Linked DNA regions of Zea mays: region 1 is linked to region 2. The links are chromatin contacts, called in public Hi-C maps. All regions are on one chromosome and are shown on one strand. Each heading gives the region's core, a stretch centred on a gene start, on an enhancer-like site or on the middle of the called end of the contact. The rest is flanking DNA. Distances are from core to core; before and after follow the strand shown.

The links. Hi-C and Micro-C count contacts between places; a contact is called where the count stands out from the background.
Region 1: a contact with region 2 is called in a Hi-C map of tassel, with 3 times the contacts expected there. The contact joins the promoter of LOC100279308 here to the promoter of LOC100502230 in region 2. A contact is called at or near these places in 2 of 25 Hi-C or Micro-C datasets (ear and tassel).

Annotation. Positions count from the first base shown.
Region 1 is chr3:13,643,611-13,647,518 of Zm-B73-REFERENCE-NAM-5.0, reverse strand. LOC100279308 (Mini-chromosome maintenance complex-binding protein) reads right to left here and starts at 1,614. Exons shown (of 14, transcript NM_001152329.1): 1 at 1,371-1,614; 2 at 971-1,084; 3 at 785-892; 4 at 542-667; 5 at 399-443; 6 at 1-47. The coding sequence starts at 1,559.
Region 2 is chr3:13,431,687-13,435,640 of Zm-B73-REFERENCE-NAM-5.0, reverse strand. It overlaps LOC100502230, which reads right to left and starts at 1,434. Exons shown (of 1, transcript NM_001196707.2): 1 at 1-1,434. The coding sequence starts at 1,301.

The sequences.
Region 1 (3,908 bases), core at 365-2,864, 210 kb before region 2:
CCTGCCACTTCAGTTGAACTGGAAGAGACATGAACATCACCTTCCTTCTGCAAAGAGAATAGAGATTAAATCAGATTAATAGCCACTTCGTATAATTCAACATTAGAAGAAAAATAAGCAGATATGCATAACTAAATCAGATTTATCAACTGTCCTATTTTGTTATGATATCTGACTATATTCGGAGCAATTACAAGACAACATATTCAGGGTTATTGCTAGATGAAGCTCCCAAATAAAAAAACAAGCAAGAAACTGATACATATACATTTATGAAATTCTGGTGTACCCACATCAACATATAAGAAAGTATGAATATATGCTCCATGAGACAAACATGATCATTTAGTATTTACCGTTAATAATGTAACTGAAATCAAATAAATGTCAACTCTTACCGGCTTCTTGCAGAATGAAGAATTGCCATGGCCATTTTCTGAAACCTGTCAAAAGATAGAAATACAGCAAATGTCAACATTTCAACAGTGAGTATTAGGAATAGCAGCTGCATTTTATTTACAAGAAACATGTGAAAACATACATCCATGGCATCGTCATCTCCATCTCTCTTCCTTTTCTCTCTTAGTTCAGGTGCCAAACAGTTCGACATCCTGCAGACATCAGGTCCTGGTGAAGACTCCAGTGTCCAAGAATTTTGTCCAGGTGCCTGCAATAAACCAGTTACAAATCCTTGTGAATTCTCATTTCCATCTGCTGGTCTGTTGATAAAAAAACTTTTAGGGTTACGGAATGGAGAACAAATGCCATGGAAGCAGTAACATACAGGCACACAGTGGAAGAGATGGCGCTCCCAAAGATGTGAATCACAAGGATGCGGCATTGAGTACGGTGAGAAGTCAGTGTACTTGTTTGTCCTCCAAGTTGACCCATCCTACACATGATACAGTGCAAAAGCTTAGCAGGCACTAGTGGCAGTTTCCACAAGAGCTTATGAGCCTTAGTCCAGTACCTTGAAAGCACCAATGTAGTACTCATTCCCAAGCATATCCTGAACCATTCCCCGATACCGGACCAGGGTGTTCGGTTTGATCAATCCAAGATTTGACGAATCCAACACCGGAACCTGGAATTGATTTTGCTTTGGCATTAGAAGCCTCACTTACAAAAAAAAAACGATAAGAAAATGCGTACACCAGAAGGGAGACCCTTTACTCCTCCCCAAGTCCCCAGAATATGAAAACCCTAACACATGACCTTGTTTGTGCAGTGCATCCAAATTAAATGGGACACGATTTATGCAACTACTAGTCAATTTATATCTTGAATCGCCACCGCCCAATGGCCAGATCCATAGGCAAATCAGTGTCAAGTACCGGGGAAAAGAGAAAGGACAAGGACTGATCCTTCACCTTGCCAAGACCGTCTTGCTCGAAGAGGAAGGAGCGGAAGAGGTCACCGGCGCCCCAGTCTTTGCCACGGAACGCCGCCACAGGGTCAGCTCCTCCAGACTGCGCTGCAGCGGCGGCGGCCGTCCTCTCGAAGGTGGCGCGCACCGCGCCCAATGGGTTCCCGACGAGATCGTACTGCAGCCCCACCATCTCCCTTTCTCTCTCTCTTCTTCTTCTCTAGGGTTGTGGTTTGAGACTAGCGATGGCGAGGGAGGTGGGCAGGCGAGGGGGCGAGAGGGCTAGGGGCGGGGTGTTATAGCGACTGGGGGGGTTTGGCGCCATGGCGGCGGCGCTTCCCGCCGTTTCCTCCTAGCTTCCCGCCATCGCTCTTGGGCTTGGGCTAGATAAGTAAGTCCCTTGAGCCGGACTAGGCCCAGTTTTAAATGGGCTGTTGTCCACAATGTGTAGCCCATGAAGATCCAGTTTGTAAGTTCTTCTAAGCAATGACATGGGCCTAAAAAGGTATTTCCATCCCTGGAACACGCTTGTGGCAAGCAAAATGCTTCAACCGCTGATCCACGTTGAGAGTTGAGACTTCGTTGGACCGAAGCCGACAGGTGGGCCCCACAGTTCTGTCTTCGGCAAGCACCTCCCGCCCGCTCCTGACGCTAATCCACGTTGAGAGTTGCATCAGGTTGAGGCTTGCGGCTTTGAGAGCGGTGGAGAGGGGCAGAGCGCAGCGCCGAGTGGCCGTCAGCCCAGGTGGCTTTTGTTGAGAAACCCTAATGAAGGGTTATGTGGGCAAATACCGAATATAGCTCTGAGGGCTATCGCGTCTCTATATATAGAACATGTACCCCTCATATGGAATAGAGAAGAGAAAGAGGCCAGAGGCCCAACCATATATCCAGTGTCTCATGTGTTTTCTCTGTCGTGCTTATGGGAAGGGAGACGGGTCTTCTATAGCTTCTCGCGCCTCTACTGCTGACGGGAGGGAAGGGAGCGGATCTGGTGATCCGTGGTAACGTAGTTTTCAAACACGTTATCAGCACGCTCTACCTCGACGTTGCTGCGGATCTGATCTACGTCAACTCTCCGTCAAGCCGGCAGGTCCTCCGGCCTAGCCGAACTGTCCTACGCGATAGACTTCGATTCCTCCGTATAATCGAGTGGTAAAAGATCTGGAACTTCTCATCCATTCTTCTTGTGTTGATCTCGTGAATCATGAACACGTGACAAATCAAATGTATGGACCGAGCGTCGGAGCCTCGTCGGGCCTGCGCTCACGCCGAAGGAATACGCCCAGTAAGCGTCGCGTTGGTGCACTCGTACCCCGAGGGCTATGTTCTCTTCCACGCTTACCACGCCCACCAACAGAGACCGGTGATGGCCTGGCGCATGTGGCAGCCTGCATGCTAGCCATGCTTTCAGTGTCATTCTCAGATCTTCCTTTGACCGTGTGAGACGAGCGGCCAACAGCTCCTACGCGAAAAATGGATCTCACTATCTAACAGTTGCCCAGGAGGCGATTGTGCATGCACATGGGGCCTGTGTTCCTTGACCGTGAGTCTGTGAGACCATTTATTTCCTCGCCATTTTGTTTGGATAAGAACAAATCGCGTGAATTTGTGAGCAGTTGAGCTAGACCTATTCATGCGGCAGGATCCAACAAAAGAAAAATGCCCGGTCAAAGTGGCTGCCACTTGAGTGCGTTGTGCATGTGCGCGGCGAGTAATAAAAAAAACCCGAAATACGTGCGGTTGTGTGCATGTAAATATTGATTTTCGCATGCCATCATATACAAAAAGATGTGCCCATGCACATTTTTAACTATTAAAAAAAAGAGGGTCGATCAAAGCTACCGTACATGTCGGATGAAACTTTTGTATAATTTTAGTTGGTATGCATGCTTCATATTTTTATTCTATTTATTTCTTGTTGTAAATAACAAGTAGAATAAATAATGTTTTATGTTACAATTTCTACTTTAATAAATTATTTCTCGGAGTAAATAATTAGTAGAAAAATGCATGCTTAAATATGAAAAAAATATTTTTACACCCGATGTGTAAAGATTATGCATTAATATTGGTATTTATTTTTCCTGCTTTATTTCCTGAAGTAAATAGTAGAAAATTATTAAATGCATGTGGAGTATATATTGTGTATACTTAAATCGCTCTAAATATTTGTGTTGTGTTGAGCTTTCGGACTCACGCTGAGCGATTAAATTGTATAGTGGGTACTCAAACACGCCGATTAGGCTGCGTTGGTAATCGGCTGAGTTATGACATTAGCTGAATATTGACTGCGCCCTGGCAACACGATGCAATATTTGTGCCGTTCGAACTTAGCTGCGTCATGTGATTGCTATGTTGTACTCTCGCTTAATCGGACCACTCCTGTTGAGTTGGACCGGCATCGCCGAGTCACGTATTTTTCGCATGCCCTGTAGGCATTGTTCGTCTGTCGTTATCACCGAGCCACAATTGCGTCTGTTGCGCACGTTGTGTGGACTTGTCGCGTACCCCAATTACCGAGCCATAATTGTGCTTGTTG
Region 2 (3,954 bases), core at 185-2,684:
AGCGAGAAGCACAGCTGCCTGATCGCCTCGCGCTTCCCCTCCGCGCTGTCTGCCACCATGAGCCTCTGCCTCTCGACCTCCACCTCGAGCTCGCGCACGCGTGAGCGCAGGCCCGACGCGTCTTCCCGCGCGGCGTCCGCCGCTCCGATCAGCTCGACGTGCTCCAGGTGCAGCTGGTGCAGGTGGCGGTCCGTCTCCTTCAGCTTCTCGTCGCGAACGGCGACATCGGTCAGCAGAGCGGACGCCTTGTTCTCGACTGCGGCCTTCTCCGAAGACAGCAGCTCCAGCTGCGTCTTGAGACGGGCGATGGCTTGGTTCAGCTCGGATACCTGTTTCTCGCTCTCGAGGATTGCTTCTGCTCTCTCCGCGTGAAGCTGTTCGAGCTGCGCCTCTGTGGCTTTCAGCTTGCCGTCGAGGGAAGCGACCAGGGAGTTTAGGTCGCTGGTTGCCTGCTCCGCATCCTTCATACGATTCTCAAGTTCTGCTTTCTCTTGAAGAACTTGATTCAGGTTCTTAATTGTAGTTTGTAGCTCCATACTAGCCTCAGCTCTTGAATCCTCTAACTGCCTACGAACTTGCTCCAGCTCCATAGCACGTTCCTCAAGTACACTCTTCTCGTTTGAGTCATTTTCCAATCTTTCTTGCAGATCCTTGATTATTTCTTGTAGCTTTATAATCTCAGCAGAAGAGTCATCTAAATCATTAGAAGTCTGTTCAAGTTCCTTTAGCTGGGCCTCAAGCTGCAATTTCTCATCAGCAACTTTTGTTAGGTTCTCTTCAAAACTCTTAACAACTTCCTGGAGCCTTTGGATTTCAGATTCGAGAGTGGATTTCTCATGGAAATACTTTTCAGAAACTTGCTCAGCCTCCTGCTTGCACTTCTCAATCTCATGGTCACGGTGCACTAGTTGGGCTTCAAAATGTTTAGCTGCCGAGACCATGTCTCCTTTTAGATCCTCGACCTCATTCTTGCTTGCCAGAATTGCAGCTACCAGATCTTCCTTTTCATTGCTAACTTGTTTGAGACTCTCTTCAAGTTTCTCACACTGGCAGTGCATGTTCTTTACCTCAAGCGCCTCAATTTGTTGCCTTGCTTCCTGAAGCTCATCTTCCAGCTCAGCAATCCGTTCATCACTTATATAAGAAATCCCATTGCCATTTTCTTCACTTGCCTCGTCAACCTCTGAATCAGAATCTGAAGAAGAAGAAGATGATCCATCACTCTCCTTCTTGGAAATGTCTGAGCTCCCACCAGAACCAAGGAGCACATCACGCTTCGGTTTTGCTGTGTTCTGTTCCATGTTAGGCTCTGGACACGATGAAGTTGATTGTGTCTCGGAATCAGTTTCGGATATACCAGAGCCCTGAGACTGCAGCGCAAGACCCTTGCGCAATTCCCCAGTCACGTTATCATAGCGCTCAGCAAGAGCACGGTACATGCGATAGAAGTTCTCAACATGATTTACAAGCAAAGGCCTTCTTTGAAAATACATCTCAGCCTTCTTGGCAAAAGAATCACCTTCATCCTCTATGAGCTTCAGCATCTCTTTGACTTGCTTGTCCATCTCTACTCGTCAGAAAAGAAAAGGTCAGGAAAGTTTGTGCTATGGTATTATTATACTGCGGGATACATGAACATTGAACAAGTCACTGCAGATTGAACAAGTGTCGGTGCATACTGTCATTCAATAAAAAACAGAGTCGTTACCTTCCAAATTCTCAGCTAGCCATTTGGAGTTCTTTGGGCTAATATGGCTGTCCCACCACCATGAATGGGACTTTCTCGTTTGCATTCTATGCATGCGCTTCATTGTAACCAAAATAAGATCTCCTTGTAGTTGACCTGGTCATGATTGACAGTGAGCATAAGAACAAGTGTTCGATGTCACCACTAAAGAACTGTTAGAATGATGGAGACAGTAACAGGAAACAGCAACCAGTTACATCCACAGGAAACATTTTCAAAAGCTGTGCATGGCATGAGGTTAAGTATGATGGATCAACTTGCAATCATATAGGTAGGAAGCAGATCTTGTGCTGCCTACCTGTAGAGCTGAGCTGTACTGCATGCATATATTAGCGGAGGATGAAAAGGGTTCAGCATATCAGCCTCCAAAATGCAGGGACCAAAACATTGATTGGTTAACAAATAGATGGGAACGATCATATCTTTATCAACTATGACTTTATGTCTTTATCAGCTAACCAAACAGCGATGGGTTTCCAGAAAGCTCAGGACCAGAAAATTGATCAACGTCAGGAACCCAACATGGTTTTTTTTTTGGGGGGGGGGGGGGGGGGGGGGGGAGGGTAAAAATTCACTACCACGATACAATTGTACCTCGTTTTGAGTCATTGATGTGCGAAAGAACAGAAGTACATTCTTTTATGAGTAATGTAACAGCTTTCGACTAATGAGTACAGGCCATTTAGTGCTTATTGTACACAATTAGCTGCCATGAAAAAAAAATGATGAAATAGACATCTAGTTTGACACAGATCGCCTATCTCACAGACATATAAGTAAGGTGTTTTTAGATAATGATAAGTAAGGTTGTTGCGTTAACTACTATGCCTTCTCAAGGTAAACCTAAACAGGTTTGAGGTGGACTGATGTCTAATGGAGATGAAGTACCCTGATCACTTTGGCTCGAATATTAGTTGGGAAACTCATTCATGGAGCAGGCCGGGTATGGCTATGACTTGGCTATCACACACCACAGCACAAAAGATGTTGCAGCTACTTCCTACTTATCCCTTCAGTTCCTTGTTAGGTGAGAGCCTAATTCACGGCCAAGATGACAGAATTGTTCTGTCCCCACAGGCATCAGAAGTTCAGGAGTCAAGCTGAAACTTTTTAGAAAAGGGAATATATAATTGCAGCCGCTGCATGTAAATATGTATGAAGTTGTCCAACATACAACGCTTAACAAAGGTACTCTCAACAGCACAAACATAACAAGAATAATCCCAAGAGCACAGACATAACTGCTATTCCAAGGCAGAAACTATACACAAGCTAGTAAGCTACTATAATGTCAATTATTGTCAACCCATATCCACCCAACAATTGGGTGAGGACTGAGCCTAGTCAATTTAGTAAAAAGATATTGTTTGTGATCCACGTAACATGGCTTACACCTAGATGGACACATGCAGGCATCGATTGAGGGCAGAGGGGCCACCACAGTAGGAATAATCGAGTACATTCTGATGTCAACTGCGGTTTCGAAGAAAGGCTAGAAATGATAAACCTACCTTCTATCTCTGCAAATTGTACATTATTTATTCATTCCTTGAATGTAATTTTGTCATGCATGTGGAGATGGTAATAATTGAACAACACAGCTAGGCATTTAGCATAAGTAAAATTATCTGCGGAAATTATTAATATACAAGGACGAGGGCCTTGCACATATAAGCCCAAAGTACGTTACAAAATATGGAAGAACGCATTCATACAGCCAGATTTACCAGAATTAATAATTGTCATAAAAGGATCTGATCTAGCCTCAGTAAATCGAAAACAATTTGCAGGTCTCCTGACCCAAACAGATGAGAATAGGCACATGCACCAGCTAAGATGGTCACCTTACGCGTGCACTAGAGAGAGAGAAAATATATACCGAAGTCCGAAGCACGTCTAAACAAATTTTGGAAAAAAAGATTCTGCGCTCCATCAGCATATCATATATATGGTCGTGTAAAACAATTCATTGTAGCTTGAAATAGAGAATATAATAGAATAAGATATAGGGGATAAGATGAGTAAGCCGGTGTAGACAGCAAGTCCCCCATCTGCCCGTCGCACCGCAGGAAACAAGTTCAGAATGGGCTGCATGTACCACAAACCGCTATGCGCCCTTGAGTCTGGCAGCTAGCTTCAAGGAGAGACAGCAGACTGCAGAGCAGCAGAGGATTTGTAATGGTGACATGTAGCTCGAAGCGAGTTTT